Regions from separate parts of the Mus musculus genome. Here regions 1, 2, 3, 4, 5 and 6 are each linked to region 7. Evidence: chromatin contacts called from public HiCAR-type and promoter capture Hi-C data. All regions are on one chromosome and are shown on one strand. The core of a region is the stretch at or near the end of the contact, and the rest is flanking DNA. Distances in the headings are between cores, read along the strand shown. Region 1 holds the start of Tomm20l (translocase of outer mitochondrial membrane 20-like). Region 2 holds the start of Sos2 (SOS Ras/Rho guanine nucleotide exchange factor 2). Region 3 holds the start of L2hgdh (L-2-hydroxyglutarate dehydrogenase). Region 4 holds the start of Vcpkmt (valosin containing protein lysine (K) methyltransferase). Region 5 holds the start of 4930512B01Rik (RIKEN cDNA 4930512B01 gene). Region 6 overlaps Arid4a (AT rich interactive domain 4A (RBP1-like)). Region 7 holds the start of Tmx1 (thioredoxin-related transmembrane protein 1).

Evidence for each region. Promoter capture Hi-C pulls out the DNA fragments that hold promoters and counts their contacts. HiCAR-type assays count read pairs that join an accessible place to other places.
Region 1: a contact with region 7 is called in a promoter capture Hi-C map of liver, with 7 times the contacts expected there. The contact joins the promoter of Tomm20l here to the promoter of Tmx1 in region 7. A contact is called at or near these places in 3 of 39 promoter capture datasets (the C10 cell line and liver) and 3 of 9 other capture datasets (adipose tissue, embryonic stem cells and liver).
Region 2: a promoter capture Hi-C map of pre-B cells shows a contact between it and region 7, with 3 times the contacts expected there. The contact joins the promoter of Sos2 here to the promoter of Tmx1 in region 7. A contact is called at or near these places in 4 of 39 promoter capture datasets (the C10 cell line, HPC-7-derived erythroid cells, liver and 1 more).
Region 3: a promoter capture Hi-C map of pre-B cells shows a contact between it and region 7, with 5 times the contacts expected there. The contact joins the promoter of L2hgdh here to the promoter of Tmx1 in region 7. A contact is called at or near these places in 15 of 39 promoter capture datasets (the 3T3-L1 cell line, 3T3-L1-derived adipocytes, the C10 cell line and 12 more), 2 of 484 Hi-C or Micro-C datasets (CD4 T cells and embryonic stem cells), 1 of 115 datasets of contacts at active chromatin or transcription factors (bone marrow-derived macrophages) and 2 of 9 other capture datasets (adipose tissue and liver).
Region 4: a contact with region 7 is called in a HiCAR-type map of astrocytes, with 3 times the contacts expected there. The contact joins the promoter of Vcpkmt here to the promoter of Tmx1 in region 7. A contact is called at or near these places in 2 of 39 promoter capture datasets (erythroid cells and neutrophils) and 1 of 115 datasets of contacts at active chromatin or transcription factors (astrocytes).
Region 5: a contact with region 7 is called in a promoter capture Hi-C map of stem cell-derived epiblast-like cells, with 3 times the contacts expected there. The contact joins the promoter of 4930512B01Rik here to the promoter of Tmx1 in region 7. A contact is called at or near these places in 7 of 39 promoter capture datasets (the 3T3-L1 cell line, 3T3-L1-derived adipocytes, the C10 cell line and 4 more).
Region 6: a contact with region 7 is called in a promoter capture Hi-C map of liver, with 2.9 times the contacts expected there. The contact joins the enhancer-like site here to the promoter of Tmx1 in region 7. A contact is called at or near these places in 5 of 39 promoter capture datasets (cranial neural crest, hippocampal neurons, liver and 1 more), 1 of 484 Hi-C or Micro-C datasets (the HPC-5 cell line), 2 of 115 datasets of contacts at active chromatin or transcription factors (large pre-B cells and memory CD8 T cells) and 2 of 9 other capture datasets (adipose tissue and liver).

Annotation. Positions count from the first base shown.
Region 1 is chr12:71,110,152-71,112,851 of GRCm38.p6, forward strand. Tomm20l (translocase of outer mitochondrial membrane 20-like) reads left to right here and starts at 1,277. Exons shown (of 5, transcript NM_029227.1): 1 at 1,277-1,429; 2 at 1,555-1,598. The coding sequence starts at 1,294. Gm32906 (a long non-coding RNA gene) reads right to left here. Exons shown (of 3, transcript XR_381662.3): 3 at 600-1,542.
Region 2 is chr12:69,680,427-69,683,126 of GRCm38.p6, forward strand. It overlaps Sos2 (SOS Ras/Rho guanine nucleotide exchange factor 2), which reads right to left and starts at 1,426. Exons shown (of 23, transcript NM_001135559.1): 1 at 1,089-1,426. The coding sequence starts at 1,175.
Region 3 is chr12:69,723,448-69,726,147 of GRCm38.p6, forward strand. L2hgdh (L-2-hydroxyglutarate dehydrogenase) reads right to left here and starts at 1,427. Exons shown (of 10, transcript NM_145443.2): 1 at 1,207-1,427. The coding sequence starts at 1,349. Dmac2l (distal membrane arm assembly complex 2 like) reads left to right here and starts at 1,498. Exons shown (of 5, transcript NM_026536.2): 1 at 1,498-1,567.
Region 4 is chr12:69,581,604-69,584,303 of GRCm38.p6, forward strand. Vcpkmt (valosin containing protein lysine (K) methyltransferase) reads right to left here and starts at 1,414. Exons shown (of 6, transcript NM_001033236.3): 1 at 1,118-1,414; 2 at 917-1,027; 3 at 673-742. The coding sequence starts at 1,383. It overlaps Sos2 (SOS Ras/Rho guanine nucleotide exchange factor 2), which reads right to left. Exons shown (of 23, transcript NM_001135559.1): 23 at 2,158-2,700.
Region 5 is chr12:69,788,967-69,791,666 of GRCm38.p6, forward strand. 4930512B01Rik (RIKEN cDNA 4930512B01 gene) reads left to right here and starts at 1,378. Exons shown (of 8, transcript NR_033573.1): 1 at 1,378-1,485. It overlaps Cdkl1 (cyclin-dependent kinase-like 1 (CDC2-related kinase)), which reads right to left and starts at 1,741. Exons shown (of 10, transcript NM_183294.2): 1 at 1,677-1,741; 2 at 1,021-1,298. The coding sequence starts at 1,188.
Region 6 is chr12:71,049,879-71,052,578 of GRCm38.p6, forward strand. The region is part of intron 11 of Arid4a (AT rich interactive domain 4A (RBP1-like)); the gene reads left to right. Among named protein-coding and RNA genes, the nearest start is that of Arid4a, 35 kb to the left of the region's middle. Within about 2 kb of position 1,308, at least 42 of the 459 cell types and tissues checked have an H3K27ac peak or open chromatin away from gene starts, as enhancers often do. A contact at or near this core is called in adipose tissue and liver, where this site is marked.
Region 7 is chr12:70,451,803-70,454,502 of GRCm38.p6, forward strand. Tmx1 (thioredoxin-related transmembrane protein 1) reads left to right here and starts at 1,352. Exons shown (of 8, transcript NM_028339.1): 1 at 1,352-1,518. The coding sequence starts at 1,367.

The sequences.
Region 1 (2,700 bases), core at 27-2,526, 660 kb after region 7:
AGTCCCAGCTACAACAGACCATGACGTTGTCCTGTAATGACAGCCAGTTTTTGTTTTTATAATAAACTTTTGCAAATAGAAGACTTTAGTTATCATAGGAAGAACATGCACTATTCAGGAAAGCAGTGTGTAACTTTCACTACGTCTAAGACCAAGGACAGGGACTTCTTAATCTCACTGGTATTCAGGGCAGATAGGGTGCCTTGCTATGACAATAATGGTAGTTAACAGTGAATTAGTAAGTACAGTTGAATAATGCACAACAAAAACTATTTAAGGACTTTGGAACTGAGGCAGGAGGATGGAGAGTTTCAGGCCACCATGAGCTACATGGACGGTTGAAAATTAAAGCAGACTGGGTGGTGGTGGCGCACGCCTTGAATCCCAGCACTTGGGGAGGCAGAGGCAGGTGGATTTCTGAGTTCCAGGCCAGCCTGGTCTACAGAGTGAGCTCCAGGACAGCCAGGGCTACACAGAGAAACCCTGTCTCAACAAAAACAAGCAAGCAAGCAAACAAACAAAGTAAAGAATTAAAACAGGCCTAGGAGAGATGGCTTGGTGGTTTAGAGCATTTGTTGCTCTTGTAGAGGGCAAGGGTTTACCAGTGTACACATGGTTGTTCACAACTGTCAGTAACTCCAGTTCCAGGGACCAGACACCTTCTTTTGTAGGCATTGAGCATGCCCATCACACATGGATATACACCTACAGGCAAACAGCCATACATGTAAATTACAAACGAATTTAATCCCAGCATCAGTGCTCAGGGAGGCAGAGGCTAGGCCAGCCTGGTTTACAGAGTGAGTTCCAGGACAGCCACTGCTACAGAGAAAACCTGTCTCTGAAAAACAACGACGAAAACAACAAGGTTTAGCTTTGTAATGCCTTTATGATCTTTGAGACAAAATCTGTGTATTCTTTTGTTGTGTTTGCTGAATAAAACAAACATAAAGGGAAAAGCACCGGCAAAATGATTTTGTTTGCTTTTCTTCTATATTATTACTTCCGATTCCTTTCCCTCTCCTGAGTTATGGTGGGTGGAGAACTTGGATTGTGAGTGTTCTGGGGACCTACAGGAGGAGGCTGGCCAGCCTGACCAGGGCTAAGTTGAGATAACGTGGGGCCAATTGAAGTGCAAGGGAAATCCAGGCGACCCAAGGACACTGCATGCCCTGGCCACAGGAAATGGTCTTGTCAGGCTGGAGAAGGCTCAGAATTCCCGAGTCCTGGGTTCGGGACCCGGGGTTTGCTCACGTGTGGCTGGCCCGTGCCCAACGCTCGCAGGGCAACCCAATGCCCAGCGTCCGTCTTGGCGTCGGTCTCCTGGCGGGCTTGGCAGCGGGCGGCGCGGTCGTCCTACTCAGCTACTGCGTCTACCTGGACTGGAGGCGGCACCGAGACCCCGCATTCCGCCGCCGCCTGCAGGACAGTGAGTGCCAGTGCGGTCGGCGGGAGGGAGGGCGGCCAAGCCCGGGCTGGTTCCCAAACCGGTGCCCCGGTCACCCGTGTCCATGCTACCTGGCTTTCCCAGCCAGCTCGTGCCTGTGTTTGCAGAGAGAAGAGCTGGACAGCCCAAGGCCCAGGCGCCCGCCAGGCAGGTGAGGTGCAGCAGACCCGCCAAGGAACCTTCTAGAAGCCCAGGGAGAAGAGGCCTGCCAGTGTGGCACACCTGCTTTATAAAGTTTTAACCTTCTAATTATAAAGGGGAAGGAAAGAAAGGAAAAGTGGGTCTGGTAAGGACACATTATGAAGATCTGGTGGGATGGCTCAGCGGCCAAGAGGGTTGGCTGCTCTTTCAGAGGACTCAGGTTTGATTGCCAGCACCCACAGGGTAGCTCACAACCATCTGTAACTCCAATCCCAAGGGATCTGTCACCCTCTTCTGTCCTCCAGGAAGCGACAGAGATGCACATGGTTGCAGACATACATGCTGGCAAAACACCCATACACATTTAAAAAAAAAGTTTTTCTTATTGTTTATGTTTTGTTTTTAAGTATAAACAGGGCTTGATACTCAGTGTGCAGAATCATCGCTTGGGAGGCTGAGACAGGAGGGAGTTCAAGGTTAGCCTGGGCCAAAGAGAACACTGTTAGAGAGAGAAAGGCATCTGTAAATTACATGTGGTAGGGACGGGCACTCTTTTTTTTTTTTTTAACTTAGAAGAAAGAAGAGAAACTTGGTCCTTCTCATATCCTCACAGGATGCCTAGGCCCCCCAGGCCAACATAGATTATGATTGACTAGTTGGGTTTTGATGGTGATTATTATTTTTTAGACAGAGGAGGAAGATGGCCCATATGTGATGGTCAGAGGACAACTTGTGAGGTCCAGTCACTTCTGTCGCTGGTCCCATGTGTCTAACTCAGGGGGTCAGGTTTGCTGGAAAGTGCTTTTTAACCTGATGAATTAATACTGTCTGTATTAGTCACTTTTAAAAACTGCCTCTTATTCTAGTGTGTATGGATGTTTTCCCAGCCATATGTGGCTATCAATGGTAGCATTTAGGGGTCAGAAGAGAGCATCTGATCGCCTGGGACTGGAGCTAAGAAAGTTGTGAGCTGCGGTACAGATGCCGGGAATTGAACCTTGGTCCTCAGGAAGAGCAACCAGTGTTCCTGACTACCAAGCCACCCTCTTCAGCCCTCTCCCTTATTAGTTATTTTTAAAGAGGATTCGGTCATCTTGGCTATTGGTCCAGCT
Region 2 (2,700 bases), core at 176-2,675, 770 kb before region 7:
CCTCAATTGTGGTATTTTACCTAGTGGAGGTTTCTTATTAAAGTGTGTGTGTGTGATATATGTGTTAGTGGCATGTGTGTGTGTGTGTGTGTGTGTGTGTGTGTGTGTGTGTGTGTGTGGTGAGGGCCTGCATGAAGGCCAGGACAGCTTTGTGGAGTCAGTTCTCCCCTATCACCTTTACGTGGATTCCAGGAATGAAATTCAAGCCATCAAGCTTGTGTTGTTGGACCGCAAATCACCTTCCCTAACGAGTCTCTTGCTGGCCCAGAGCAACAAAGAGAATGGCATAATTACCTAACTTCATATAAGACTAGCACCAACCAATCGGAGACACGCACCCTAGCAATGTATCTAATCTCCAAAGATTGATTAGCAACGAGCCACCTCCCCCCCCCCGCCCGCCCCCGCAACTGTCCCTTAAAAGTGGTTATTGCAAGTCCTCGTCGCTGTGAAGAAACTGACCACATTTTGTGAGGCAATCTTTGTATTCAGGTAAGACTTCTGCAGGAAGTGGGGAGGCGCTTTAGATTCACCCCAAGAGCTGGAGAACGAATACTATGACTCACTGACACTTCACACATGGGAAACACACATCCATATTAGCGAAAACAGCACAGCCTCAACAGGCGAATGGGCGAGCGTAGCAAGCAAGCCGCCCGAGGCGAGCACCCCCAGCCCCAAGAACTTAATTCAAAGTAGCCTCTCGGTCCAAAATTGCGCATTTGTTTTAGAAACGAAAAAAACCAGTGGGACTCTGTGTTGCCAGAATCCAGCCTGAGGACAACGCATTGGTCAACGGCGGAAGTTGCCTGACGAAATGACTGTAAGATGAAATCCAGTTTTATGATCATAACAAAACCTTCCTTCCGGGACCAGGCCAAAAAAGAAAGTTGAGAAAACGTCCTTCGGGATGCAACAGGCAATTAGGAGCGCCCGCAGCCCGGCCAGAGAAGGCTCGGCCGCGGCACGCGGGGCGGGCGCGAGCCGTGCTCCCCGCTCCTCGCTCTCCCCGTTACAAGTTGTGCGAGCTCCGGGCCCGGCCCCCCAGCCCGTCGCCCCGCGGCACCTCCCTCGGCCCCAGCACTGACCTTCCGCAGGGCCGGGACCAATAGTCCCCGCCATTTCGGGCTGTTTTCTTCGCTGAAGAACTCGTAGGGCTGCGGCGCCTGCTGCATGGCCCCGGCCGCAGCGCCTCCGCATCGGAGGCCGGGCCGGTGGCCTGACAGGCAGGGCGCCGGCCGCCTCGCCTCGCCTCGCCCCGGCCGCCGCCTCCCGCCCGGGCCGCAGCTCCGGCCGAGCGCTCGGGGGCGGCGCCGGCGGGCGGGCGTTCGCCGAGGCTTGGCGGCCCCGCAGCCCCGAGGAAGCGCGGCGGCCCGAGGCGTCCTGCTGTCCCCGCGGCGCCGGCCCGCTGGCCCGAGGCTCCTCCTCCTTTGTCTGGGTGCGCAGCGCGGGGCACCGCCGGCCTCGCCCCCGCCCCGACTCCCGCTACGGCCGCGGCGGGCAGACAGCGGCGGCCCGCAGCGTCCTCATCGCCTCCCCCGCCCTCCGCGCAGCCGCCGCTACCGCCGCCGCCGCCGCCGCCGCCACCGCCGGGTCCGCCCGAGTCACCTCCAGAGGGCCCTCGGGGCCGAGCGGGCGCGCGTGTCCGGCGTGCACGGCACTGGCCGCCGCCGCCGCCGCCGCCCCTCCAGCCCCGCCGGCCGCCGCCGAGCGCCCGGTGCCTGCAGCGGCGGCTCGGCTCGGCTCGGCCCCGCGCTCGCTCTCCCGAGTCTCTGGAGAAGACCAGCACGGAGCATGCGCGCCGCCGAGCGGGCCGAGGCGTCTGGTGCGGGGCCCCGGGGCCGGGAGGGTAATCGGTCTCTCCTGGGAACGTGCACGGGGCGGGGTGGCTCTTCCAGACGAACTCGGCAGCGTTCCGAGTCCTGGCAGACAATCCTGATTCGGTACAGCCCTAGGGGACCCCCGAGCCCGTGACTGCAGCTCTGGGAGGCAGAACACAGATGTGGGGAGAAAAGGACATTTGGGCTGATAGGATATTTATTTAACGTGTGCTCTGTGTGGCTCCTTTGTATATTTAGGTGATAGTGGCTATTCATAAAGTCACATTGTAGGGTCATGGGAAGCTCTTAGCGCACGTTGAAGGGCCAGATGACTTCAGTTCGAGGTCTTTCACCTAGAGTCCCTATGGATCAAAAAAAAAAAAAAAAAAAAAGTATCCAAAAACTTTCAGATATTGTTCTTAGGTTAATCATGTTCAAATCCTTTCCACTTAAGGTTCTACAGAACCTGGATCCTGCGATACAGTCACACTAATTAGCATTAAAAAAAAAAAACCTAAAAATCCTCTGTCCCTATGCTTTTTTAAGTTGAAGGGGCATGTACTTTGGAAACTTTTTCACTAACCCAAATTTCATCCCACTAAAATCGCTGAACAGATTGCTCCCAACGGGCTGTAAACAGTCATGCTGCCAGCCACCGAAGTGAGGAAGGGAACAGAAGAACAGACTGGAAAAGATAACTTGTGTAGTAATTTCAGCTCCAGAATCAGTGGGTGAACATTGTTCTCCCCCAAACACAACACCATTTTGACTTCATAAAGTAAAAATGGCAACTAAATACTTAAAGAGATCGGAGGTTTCCGTTTTGTTTTGTTTTTGGTTTCTTTTTTAATCTAAGTATCCACAGTGTTTAAAAAAAAAA
Region 3 (2,700 bases), core at 177-2,676, 730 kb before region 7:
AGGACTTGAGTTTGTACCCAAAGCACCTTTATGTAAGGGCATTCCTTGTTCAACCCATGTAACCTTGGGATCAGGGGCAGGGAGACAGGCAGATCCCTCGTGCTTACTGAGCAACCAACCAATCACCTCAAGAGACCCTATCCCCCACCCCATCCCTCTCCTGCCCCGAGGCAGTGGAGGCAAACACCTTTAATCCCTGCAGACACTGAAGATCTCTGAGTTCAAGGACAGCCTGGTCAACAAGATAGCCAGGATACAAAGAGAGACCCCATGTGGAAAAAGCAAGTGACAGATAGAAACACACACACACACACACACACACACACACACACACGGAGGGGGAGGGAAAAAGGGAGGGGGACAGGGAGAGGGAGAGAAATTGGGAGAGATCCAGTCTCAAAAGTTAAGGTGGCGCAGGTTGGGTGGCACGTGCCTTTAATTCCTGCACTAGGAAAGGAGTGGCAGGTTGATAGCTTGAGGCATTAGAGGCCAGCCTGATCTACACCGGAGTCATAGGACAGCCAAAGGAAAACAAACCAGTACCGTTTAACATGCTTTAAACGCGTCTTAAACAAAAACACTGCCCCTCTCCAGGGTCGTGCCACACCTCGGTCTGCCACTAAATCCATTCGCATGGTCTACCTTGTCTCAAACAATCAAAAGCTCCCCCACCCCCACCCCTCCACCCCGCCCTTAAAGCTTTCACACCGAACACTGTATTTGCCAGCTTTCCTAGGCAGCTCACAGTAGGCAACTGAGTTGCTTCTAGTGAGGACAACTCTAGTGTGTGCAAGGAACTGACCCACAGAAGCCAAGTTCTGGATTTTCCAAGCAACACAGGGGATGATAGTTAAGAAGCTGCATACTTATTGGCAGTGTGCTAGGTCTTTTAATCTTCAAAGTGACCACCTAGGGGCCAGACTAGGATCCTAGTCACCAGTCACCCTTTAGAGTGGTTAAGAAATGGAGAGGAGTTGTGTATTCGGAGCCAGATTAGCTCCGGACCTCAACTCAACACTGCCTTTCCTATGGCGCACAAACGCAGTGGACGAACCCTGCGGGTCAGCAGCTCCTGGGATTCGAGGCTGGACCACAGAATCAGGACTTCCTCGCCGGGGACAGAGACATCGAGTCGGGGGACACAGACAGGTTCAGTTGGAGATCCCTGAGCGGAACAGCAAGTGCAGGCCGCCGCCTCTCACTTACCTGGTGCTGGAGCTTCTGCGGCCACCCCCGCACAGTAGCCCGGGCACCCCGGACGCCGGTCCACTTGCGCGGAGGAAGCCCCCAGCCACGCAGTACCGGGCCAGTCCGCAGACACCGCCTACGTAGCGCAGGGTCGGCCACATGGCCTGCGCCACCTCCCCTCCCTCCACCCCAGCACCCGCAACCTGAACGGACTCTAAGGGTGAAGCGCGCCGCTCTCCAGCCCCGCCCCCAGACGAGAGCCAATGAAACACGCGCGTTTGCCTGACGTGGGCGTGGTCTCCGCTGGCCAATGAGCGAGCGCCGTGGAAGGAAAAGACCGAGGGCGAAGGGCCGGCCAGGCGCAGGGACGCAGCACGCCGTGAGTAAGAGGAGCTAGGGCGAAGGCGGGGACCGGGTGGTGGTTCCACTCTCCGGGACCTCCGCCCGCACAGGCTTGACTGGACGCCGGCGCTGTTCCGCCAGAGAAGGCTGGGCATGTCGGGGTGACCCCTGGCTCCTGCGGCCTCTCCTTCGGCCACGCCTCCTGGTCGGTTGGCGACGCTGTGGCCCGGGAGCTGGGGACTAAGCCACCTCCTGCCGCTCCCTGTCACTACCCTGCTGATTGCCCGCAGGTTTCTGGGCCCTTCATGGGGCTCCTGGTTGGTTGTTCATTCAACCACTGACTCAGCTTGTAAATATCGGGCGCTGAGCTAGGCGCTGGATGAAAGTAGACGGCTCGGTCTCTGTCGTCATTTAGTGTTGTTTTTTTGGTTTCTATTATTGACTTGTATATGTGCCTATGCGAGCTTATTGCAACAGGTATGTGCAGGAGTTTGTGAGACCAGAAAGGGGAGTACAGGATCGCCTGGAACTGGAAATTCTGAGCTGCCATGTGGGTGCTGGGAATCTAGGCCCTCAGGTAAGACCAGTTAACAGTCTTAACCATAGAGCCATCTCTCTAGCCCCAAACTTTTCTTTATTAATTTACATCTCTGCCCCAGCTTCCCCTTCCTTCTCTCAGGCCTTCCTGACTAAGCCAGCTCAGTCAACAGGTTCTCCAGGGAGGGATGAAAAAATTGAAAAGAAAAAGACAATTAGACAGTACTATTAACATAACCCTAGCCCGTTCTGAGGTTGAAGCAAGGTTATTTTTCCTCCAGTCAGTCTGCTTTTATACAATTCTAAGTACATGCAAAGAATAAGGTCAGTCCTAAGTCATAAACAGAGTTAAGGAACAAAGCCTAAACAAAGGTGCCATGATAGTTGTATTCAGAGTCTTATCAAGACCCATCAAAATACAAAATAACTCTGTCCTCAGCTGTGTTCATCTTGAGCCTACTTCCCAGTCCTGGCCCAACCTCAAATTCTTGCCAAATTTTTAAAAGCAGGCATCCAAAGCGCTGTAGCCTTCTTCTCACTATCGACCCCACCCCCACCCACCCACTTAGGAAAAGGGGCAGCCTCCTATGGATATCAACCAGCCACTGTATGTGACGTTGCATAAGACTAGAC
Region 4 (2,700 bases), core at 164-2,663, 870 kb before region 7:
GCCAGAAGAATTGATCTTCCTGGAGCTGGAGTTACAGGTGGCTGTGAACTGCCTGATGTGGGTACTGGGAACTGAACTTGGATCCTCTGGAAGAACTGTGTGTGCTCTTAACTGCTGACCCTTTTGATCATCAGTTGGCTCAAGGCATCAACTTAAAACTAAATACTGTCCAATACTGCATAAACTGATATGGGAAGAAAATCATTCCACAAGTCTAATAAAATGTTGTCACTGAGAATAACTAATTTTGGAGCGTCTCACTCTGTGCTGGCCTAGCATTCATGGCAATTGTGAGTGCTAGGATTCTAGGAGTGAGCCAACCTGCATTTTAATTAATTTCCAAAGTCACAGTTAGCAGTCAATGGGAAAAGAAAAACAAATGAACAAACAGACAAACAAACAGAAGGTATCTTAGTTTTCTAGAATATATGCAAATCGGAAAATCCTTTTAAATTTTTCCAAAAAGTCTCCAGTAGAATGCACGCAAGTTTTCTCAACCACCTCGCACAGGCAGGCCTGTATGCCTATCCTGAATTGTGCGAATGTGTTGCCTTTGATAGTTTAACTTCTCTTTACTGCCTCATCATCTATAGAACAAATATCCCACACCTGGAGGTGTTAAACCACGGAGAGCTGTGGGCTTTCGGACACACCAGTTCGACCACTACTCACCTCCTCATAGTATATACAGTCTGCCATCAATATGTAGTCTGGTGACATCAAGTCTTCTATGTCTTCACCCCTTAAAAATGTCAAACGTATGTCTTTAACTGATGCTCTGACGATTTAAAGTGTTCATTTTAGAAACGAGAAGCAGAAGGCTCCCCTCATATTAAGCAAGCGTTGTGTAAAATGCAATTTAAAGCCCATGTAAGCGATCGATTATCTTAAAAACAAGCTGAAAGGCCATACAAACCATTTCAGTACCTTGGCTTGAACAGAACCAGTCACAAGATGCTTGTTCATATCAATATTCATTTTCAGCAAGTCCTGCAGCTCTTCAAGATCAGTGACTATAACATCTGCCCTAAAAAAACAACCTCGTTGAGGTACAGGCGCAAGGCTGCACGCCGGTGACCTGATGCTGGGCGACCAGCGCCTTCCCGCCAGCTCTTACCCGAGGGTCGCAGCCATGAGCCCCACGGCCCCCGTGCCGGAGCCCAGCTCCAGCACCGAGCGCCGACTCAGCGCGTGGGCCCCGTCGCCAGAAAACCCCGGCGTCTCCAGGTATTTGGAAAGGACGATGGCGGCGTCCCACACAACGCAACCCACGCCCCCGGAGCCGTACTGCTGCAGCCGAAGCACTGTCCCATCCCGCTTCTCCAGAACCCGCACAAAGCTCCACAGCGGGTCCTCCACCTCCGGCTCCACGGCGGCCGCCATCCCTGCCCCGGCCCGCCGCAGGCTGCGGCACGCGGTAACGTCACGCCCACGCAGCACCCGTACCTCCCAGCGGCAGGGCGGCTGCCCAAGGCGCATGCGTGACTCTCAAAGTCCGCAGGAAGCAGCAGAACCTACCCAGGAGTGGCCCAGCTGCTGCTACAATGATAGGCACTTTAAGAAGCAAAGCGACCGACAGTGCTTATACATAGCTGGAGAACGGCTCACACAGAGCCGCTGGCGATAGATCTAGGCAGCTACCCAGGTCCTATCTAAAAATGGTTATATTCAAGAAGTTTTCCTACTGTGCTTCCTTTTCATATGAATGCATAAACGTGGTGGCTGGGAACGTGCTACTTGCTTTTAATGGTAAAGAAAAGTTAGTCCTTTTACATCCCACGGGGCCAAAAGATGGCCAGCAAGACCAAGGACTCACATAGTAGAAGGAGAGACCTGCAGGTTGGCCTGTCACATTGGATCTCTAGTATGAACACACACACACACACACACACACACACACACACACACACACGTAATAAACAGATGATAGCTATTCGTTCTTCTAGATTTTTTTCAGCTTTGTTGTTTTTTGTTTTTTTGTTTTCAGGATGGCCTCCTGTATCCCAAGTAGGTTCAAACTCTTCATACTCTTCACGTAGTCGAGTCGCCTTTAAGTCCAGATGCTTCCGTCTAACCTCCCAAGTTCTGCGATTACAGGTGCTCACCACTATTCCCAGCTTCTCCTTGCTCTTTGTGATGAAAAACAATATTGCAAATCTTTTACAAATTAAGACTGAGGTGATTTATTAATCTTGTTAAGAACTCTGATACAAAGCACAGTAAAAGGCCACAGACCAGTAGATAAACAACGTGGCTTTTGGCTACTTTACAATGGCTGCTACTGCACTATCAGCATAACATACATACCTTGATCACTTTGAATGATAGTATCCAAATGGCAAAGCTTTATCCTGATTAAAAAATTTAATAAAGCTTTTTAAAGTATTTTCTGTTTAAATATTACTAATCTGGAAAAACTTTTCAAAAATTTCAGTTAACACGAGATTAAAGACAGTTAATAGGTTTGACAATGGCAGTTGGTTCTTATGCCATAAGACACTTTTGTTCCAGACTTACAAATTAGTCAAATAGCAGATTGTATTATAGGCCTCAAGTCACTTACATTTATAGAGGTTATTAGCATTATCTTTAAATATATACAATATAAATAAACTGTACATATATGGCATATTAATTTTGTCTTCCCAAATAATAGGCAAATCATTAGCTAAACAATGATTAGCTAAACACCATACACTG
Region 5 (2,700 bases), core at 128-2,627, 660 kb before region 7:
CTCGGTGAGAGAAGGTTTTGTTAATTTGATAAAGTCTCTGGGTTCAATCCTTAACACCACAAAGTAGTAATAATATTGACAATGATGATGCTAAATAAAGAGTAAGGCAGCTATCAGCTTCTACTGAGAAAGTGGACATGGTCAGTGGCTCACGAGAGCAGAGTGCAACACTGGCTGTGTGGAGGAGAGTAGGCAGAGGACCCCAGCTGGGAACCGGCACAAACATTTGAGTTCACCCCTTCTGAGAGCATCATCCACTCATACACTTGGCCAGGGTCTGGACAGAACACCGAGGCCACACTTTCTGAAGCACAGTTGATTCCCCATGGGAGCCATCCATGGCCTGCCTCATCCTGCAGTAGCAGCTGCATTGCCTCTGAGAAATTCAGAGAAGCCTCTTTCCAGAATAAGAGGGAACACACTTTTGTCTTGTAATGAACACCTTTGTCCAAGGACCTAAGCTTAGATTCCAACACTCACAATAAATGCTGCCCGAGGGCAGCTGTCCACCTGCAATCCCAGTACTAGATCCTGGAGAGCACTGGCTAGCAATCCTAGTGAGACACTGTATCCATATACAAGGGGGAAAATGGTTGAAGAAGATGGCTAGTGTTAACCTTTGGCTTCCAAATGCCACACACACACACACACACACACACACACACACACACACATTTATGCGCGCACACATGAACACACATATACAGATGCATATATAGCCCAAGAAAACAGGACAATGGGTTAAAAATACAAAATGAAAACAAGCTGGAAGCTCAAAACTCAAAAACTCTAGCAAAGTCGAGTTGTTTTAAATTCTGCTTCTTAGAGACCCGTGAAAAGACTGTCTGCAGTTGACGCCAAGAGAGCCCCACACCTCTCCTGTCCACCTTCTTACTCTTACATAATCCGTTCTCTGCGCACAGACTCTGATTTGTGCCATTGAAGACAAAGGCTGTGTGGGAAGAGGGCAGAGCCTCAGCCCAGAGCATCTATCTAGCACAGAAAAAGCAAATTAGCTACCTTGAGCATGCGGATTTCTCGAAGGGCGATTTTCTTTATGACAGGGTCATCTTCGGTTTCCAGAAACCTCTTGATGGCCACGATCTGACCCGTGTCCCTGTTTCTGCACTTGAACACTACCCCATAGGAGCCTTCTCCAATCTTTCCAATTTTTTCATATTTTTCCATTACAGAGGAGGAGCAAGTCTTCTTGAGAACGGATTTTCATATAGTTTTTAAAGGTCGTTTATGAACTGACCTCTCTCGAGCCTCATCAAGTAAGGGCTGTCGTCCGCGATCTAGAGAAAACAAGGCGCGAGTTAAAGAATAAGGATCAGCCAGGTGTGGACTCCACCCCCACCCAGCAATGACATCGCGGTCAAGGCTGGGAGTCTACAGGTGGCTGCCATGGGTGACCTAATTTCAGTTGTCTGTTTCATTCCCTCGAGCTAAAGATGTAGCCAGCATCCAAAAACGAGCCGAGCTGTAAGATAATCTATCTTTTTAACGTTATGGTTCATACGATCTAAGACACTTGAGCTGGCTGGAGCACCAGGAAGGCGAAGGGCTTCCCCGGTTCTAGTTTCGGGTCTCAATTCCCTCCGGAAGAGGACACCGGCTGGGCAACCGGGCCCGTGGGGACTGCGGGAACTGCAGGGACTGTGGGGACCTCCCACCCTGACTCCTGAGGCGCCTCTCGGCCCAGCTCTAGCACAGCAGCCTGCAGCTCGGCTGGGTGACTGCTGCGATCCCCATGGGAACCGCGCCGGTTGGGCGGGGCCGCCCTCCGCCCTGCTGTACCCGCAGCCACTTGGCCGGGTCCCTGACCCCGCGCTGCAGGTCCAGAGGGTTTAAATCGTGGAAATCACAGCATGGAGAGTTTGCAGGGAGAACGCCTGCTCCCAGGCTGTCCTAGCAGCCTGCTCGGGCTAGGGTGACCAGGTCCATACCTTATTACGTCCACTCCTTGGTGTCCGTTCCTCGCCTGTGAACCCCGGAGGACAGCAATTGCTCGGTGCTGCAGCTTCGAAAAATGAATGAGAGAGAGTGAGGCAATAGAGGGAGGCAGGATGGCCTTCCCTCCCATGTAGTGGGGTCTTGGCGGTGCAGAGCCTGCTTTGATTGCCTTGACTCTTTCCCCAATCACCTTCTTATTGAACCTGTTTCAGTACAGTGACAGTGGCAGTTGATGGATGCAGGAAATCTTGAAATAAGGATCGCACAGACAGCCTCTACATTTTGTCAGCCCTTCCATCCCCTATGCTAGGCGCCGAGGTGCTTGTGTGCTGGCGGCAGGGCTACAGCAGAGAAAACGCACGATGTGAAACCTGGCCAACCCGGGGCAAGGAACGTGCGATGCAAATGTACACAGAGCTCAAGAGGAAGCTGGGTCTGGGCATACCGAGCGTGACGGCTGCCTGGCAAAGGGTAGAGGTATAATGAGTTACTAGAATAGACTCGTGGTGGTCTGGGACCCTCCCCAGAAATCATGTGCAAATGTGAATGCCTACTCTTTTTGACTTTTGTCTTCTCGATAGCTTTGCCTTGCCCAGAATATCGCGTACATGGAAACATACAGTGCACAGCTTTTATTGAGTCAGATTCTCACTTCACAGAATACATCTGAGAGCCACACACATCTTGCATTTAGCAGCAGTGTCTTCCTGTTTATTGCCGGGTAGCGTTCTGTTGTATGAACGT
Region 6 (2,700 bases), core at 58-2,557, 600 kb after region 7:
GGAACATTCTGTAAACCATTAAACAACACTGTAGATCGTCAGCCAGGGTAGGCTAGCAAGCATATGCTGCAGAATCATACAAGTGTTGGTGTTTGTGCAGTGCGAATGAGCAGTAGCCTCTGTTCGTTAACCGTGCTGCGGGGATTCAAGCATTAGTTGGAGCAGTAAGATTGGACATTGTGCAGCTTTCCAGGGGCAGGAGCTTTTTTATTTAGTATTTTATTTCCTACTCAGAGGCCACGTCAGGCTTTGAGTGTAAGCAGCGTGTCTCAGGCTGTGCTTGGAAGAGACTTGCGGATGGGGCAGGAATACTTCCTGTCTGTATTGGTAATTGCAACACATAGATAACTAGGCCAAAAAGAGCTGCTTAGAGATGATTTTTGTGGTCTTATTTAAATGTCTTTGTTAAGAAAGTTTTATATTAGAAAAGACATTACTAATTTTTTTTAGCTTGGAAATTTATTGGAAAGTCCAGATGAATAGAAATGATAGGAATTATTTATTTCTCTTGACTTAGGTTTATATTGGATAAATGTAGGGGAGTTTTCTAAGGGTAAGATGTTAAAAGGTTAATTATCAAGAGGAAATTAACCAGTTTTAGGTTAAATCATCATGACTTTATCAGTAGACCTTGTGTATCAGATTTCATGTGTAACAATGAAAATTAAAATTAGTGAGTTTTTTTATAAGATCTACTCTTTTTGGTCTAATGTATTGACATACTCATTTTTCCAATCTTGAAGCTTTTGTAGGGATTACCATATTTAGTGCCCAAGATAATTTTCCATTGTTGTAAAAGTCATAAGTGCTTAAGTTTTTAAATTCCTGGAAATATGACTATTCTTTTTTTTGGTATTTGAATCAAATGTCATCTGTGTCAATCTCTGCCCATGTAGGTTATAGGCATTTGCTGGTGACTATTCAAGACCACTCTGTGTATAGACCCACAGTAAATGCCTGATAACTCAGGAAAACTGTAATGTCAGTAAAGCTTAAGGTTTTAAATTTTAATATAGATATCAAAGCTGATTTTAATAACTTCAGTTACCAATAATAATAGGCTTTAAGTAGATTTGACACAACCTCCTTTAATGAATACCTTAGATATTAGCTTACATTCAAATACAACAATTTGCTTAAATTTAGACTATTAAACAAGGAAATGAAAAATAACAGTGGGCTGGACAGAGATGGTTAAGGGGCCAAGAGCATGGCAGATTGTGCAAAAGACCTCAGTCTGGCCAGTTTGCTACTTAGCACCCACATGGCAGTTTACAGACATCTCTACCTCCAGCTCCAGGCGATCCAGTGCCCTCTTCTGGCTTACTCAGGCACTGAATGCATATGGAGCACTTGTGTATGCAGGCAGAAACATACATACACATTAAAAAAGAGAAGTCTCTTTATTCTTTTAATTTTTTTTTCTTTTATGAGCACACTGTGGCTGTCTTCAGACACACCAGAAAAGGAAATCATATCCCTTTACAGATGGTTATGAGTCACCATGTGGTTGCTGGGAGTTGACCTTAGGACCTCTGGAAGAGCATTCAGTACTCTTGACCATTGAGCCATCGCTTCAGCCCCGAAATCTCTATTTAAGAAGTCTTAATGAGTTTTTAAAAGTCGTTACTACTTCAGCCTAAAACATAAACAACACTAAATTCACATAATGAGACTAATAAGATTTATACATTTGTTCACATAAATTTAGCTACATTTTAAAAATAGTTATTGTGTAGAGGTGTTCTATCTGTATGAATGTCTTTGCACTACTTGCATGCCTGGTATCTGTGGAGGCCAGAAGGCGGGAGTCAGAATCCCCTGGAACTGGGAATCAAATCCAGGTCCTCTGGAAGAGCAGCCAGTGCTCTTAACCATGGCGCCATCTCTCCATGGTTAAAAAAAAAAAAAAAGTTTTACGTAATCATACTTTATATTAGAGGTCATATAAGAGGTTTGGGTGACGTTAAAAACTTGATGATAACCAGCTGGTGATGGTGCATGCCTTTAATCTTAGCACCTGGGAGGCAAAGGCAGGAGGATTTCTGTGAATTTGAGGTCAGCCTGGTCTACAAACAGGGTTACATAGAGAGCCCTTGTCTTGAAACACACACACACACACACACACACACACATGCAGTATTTGCAAACAAATAATAAATAAATAAGATAAATAAATGGTCTTGATGAGAGCACGACTATCACATCTTGATTATAGTGTATGTATCATTTCAAGTGGAAAAGTAATTTATTGGGTTTACTTTAACTTTTGAAATGCAAGAGTCATAAAATTATTTTAAGTGGGATGGTTAAATTGTAAAACAGCATCTTGCAGTAAATATATCACTTCCTTTGTGTTCCTGGAAGTGTTTGGCATGTGTGTAACAGTGAGGAATGGTATTTCAGTGAGGAATGGTATTTCTGTAAATTTTAGGATCTGAGTTAACTGGTTCTCCAACTATTACTGGGTAATTCAGTGTTTGCAATCAAGTCATCTTCTTTGAATGTCACCTTGTCTCCACTCCGGCTTTGGAAAGAAACCCCCTAAGTTTCGGGTGGGAGCAGATTATGAACCGCATGAGGCATGAGAGGAGACTTAGACCCAACAGCCTGTTCTTTTTCCCAGGCACACTTGACAGCGTGTCGCCCTCTGAGAGCCAGGTCCCTGGGGTTCTGCTCTGGATCAGAAGTCTGAGTCTA
Region 7 (2,700 bases), core at 102-2,601:
TGGGTACAGCAGACTGAGAAATCTCCAGACACCCCCTCAACCTTTTTGTTCAAGTGATAAAGACTATACACCACTAGAAGTCCAGAAAAGTAGATCCTGCTGGTCTACACTGCACCTAGAATAATGACTGAGGCTGCTTGTGCCCAGGAGAGTCAGTTCTGAACTCTCCCCAAAGAAATGACTTTATTAAATAAGAGTATGGAGAAACGGTCAGGCCTAAAGTCACTCCAAAAAAATAAAAAAAGTTTTCCTTAAGTAAGAACAAGATGCCAGTGCATAAGCCACTTAGTTCACCAGAGAGACCTAAGAAAAGAGACAGTGAAGAATCATCCTGGGCTTAAAATAAATTTCAACCACTGACCTCAAAACCATCTGCCAAAATGTATTAGGCTGTGGAACAATGTATGCTCTGAGAATTAAAACAAAACAAAAACAAGTTATCGGTGAGCACTTCATGTAATATTACAGCTGGAAATAAGTGAGGCAAACACATCCCAAAAAGTGATATGGAATGAGCCCTGCTAAAACCACTATCGCCCAGATGACCCACCCAGGGCTGTAATCTCTGAGAAACAGACTTCACTAGAATTGCCTTGCCAACTCACTAAACAATCAAACAACAAGAGGAACAGAAGATGGAGAGCCACAAGGGGAATCAACATCTAGAATTACAGACCCTAAAACCCTAGTTTCCAAGAAGAGATTTTTGAGTTGTGCAAAGACAGGAAAATATAACCCATATACAGGAAAGCAAAGAACAGGCAATAAAAACTACCTCGGAGAGCCAGGGGGTGACAAAGCCTCATTACGAATGTGTTAGAGGAAATTCGGGGACTCATGCTTAAAGAGTTAAAATAAGTCAGTCAACAGGGACAACACAAGATTCAATTAGTAAAGTAGCCAGGACAAAAAGTAGATGCCTGTTTGCCTAGGGCCAGGGTAAAGGGGCTGGTGACCTCCTCCTACATTCGTCTAACTGGTGATATTTTGAAAGGGGAAAGTTCCTGAGAAAACTGTCATAGTGACCTTACTAGGCACTGGTGGGCACGACAGGGTCACTCATCTCTAGAGCATCACCCTGATCCCTCCGCCTACCGCCCCTTCTAGGGCTTTTCGAGGGACCACAGCCGGCAAGCGCCTCTTCAGTCGTGAGCTCCGAGATAGACGCATTTCCCGCTTTCCCTCTCCATCTCCCGCAGGAGGAACAGGGCCCGGACATGCGCACTGAGTTGCTGGCGGGGAGTGGGTGGGGCTCGCGCGCCTGGCTGGCTCCTTGTGCGCATGAGCGGAGCGGCCGCCAGAGCGGAAGTGGAGCTGCGGCGGGGAGGTGGAGCGGGAACGCGCTGAGGCTGGGTGAGCGGCTGACATGGCGCACTTGGGGCGTCTTATGGTTCCCCTGGCAGCTCTGGTCCTGCTGCTCTGGGCGGTCCCTGGGGCCCACGGACGGCGGAATAACGTGCGCGTCCTCACCGATGAGAACTGGACGTCGTTGCTGGAAGGAGAGTGGATGATAGAATTGTGAGTGCGGGGCGCTTGTCTGGGTGGCGGTGGCCTCCGCCGCCCCGTCCCTCAAGCTGGACACCTGACCAGCCCATCTTCCTCGGCCAGGTCTTGAGGTCCCAGCCTTTGCCGCCCCCAGCTCCAGGGTCATTTCCTAACCGGGAATATTACTTTTCTATCTAAGCGTGCACTGAGCCTCGTCGTTGCTAAGCACTGTGGTGCGATTAAAGGATTACGAGCTACATCGAATTCTCTGGAACAGACTAGCGGATTTGAGGGTGGGATTGGGTTGCGATGGAGGTCTTGGCTGTTTCTATAGACTTTTAGTGATCTTTTGTAGACATCCAGACTTTAAGTCTCCAAATTTTTACAAAAGTTGATATTGAACAAAATCTTGCTTTTAACCTGTCATTCGGAAATTGCTATGTTTATTCGGAAATTGGTATTTGTAATGCCTGAATTTTGAGCTCTTTATTTATTTTTATTTTGTGAGTTAGTTTTTTTAAATTGTAAATGCCAAATAAATGGGAATATATTAAAATCTTTATTTTCTTTTTTTTTCTTCTTGCCTACATTCATTTCTTTTGATATGAACCTCATTTTTCCTTGACCGGTGCGTTTGCAATTTAGAGAATGGCTTGAATTGTGATTTACAGGCCTGCGAATGGTATTGCACATGCATTAGTATGATTATTGATAGGCCCTTTAAATACTCCAGTTCATCATTTACTATTCAAACAAAATCACTTATCTTGTGTGATAATTCTACTTCAACAGTGTCCGCCGTCCTGCTGCTGTAGGAAATAAACTACCTTTGGCCTTTGTCTTAGATGATAAATTAGTGGAATGGTTAATTGACAGTGTTCCTGATACGGCATTATTGATGTGGCGAAAGCACCACCATTGAATGGTCATTGTTTACTGACACTACCCAGTATCTTTACATATGTTTTGGGGTGGGTAATTATTCTACATAATTCCTTATAGTAGATAACCACTCCCATCCCCTGCTTTACCGATTGGCCTGTTCAGATGCTGTCATAGTAGCTTTGTTGGGCTTCAAGAGTAAATATATGCAAGCGTTGTTAGCAACCCTTAAGCAAGATTCTGGTGTTTGCCTATGTTGTGATTGTGTTTAGGGCTGTACACTAAGGAAGAGGTGGAAGTGAACATCCTCAAGAGAGAACCTGGGTGAGGTCC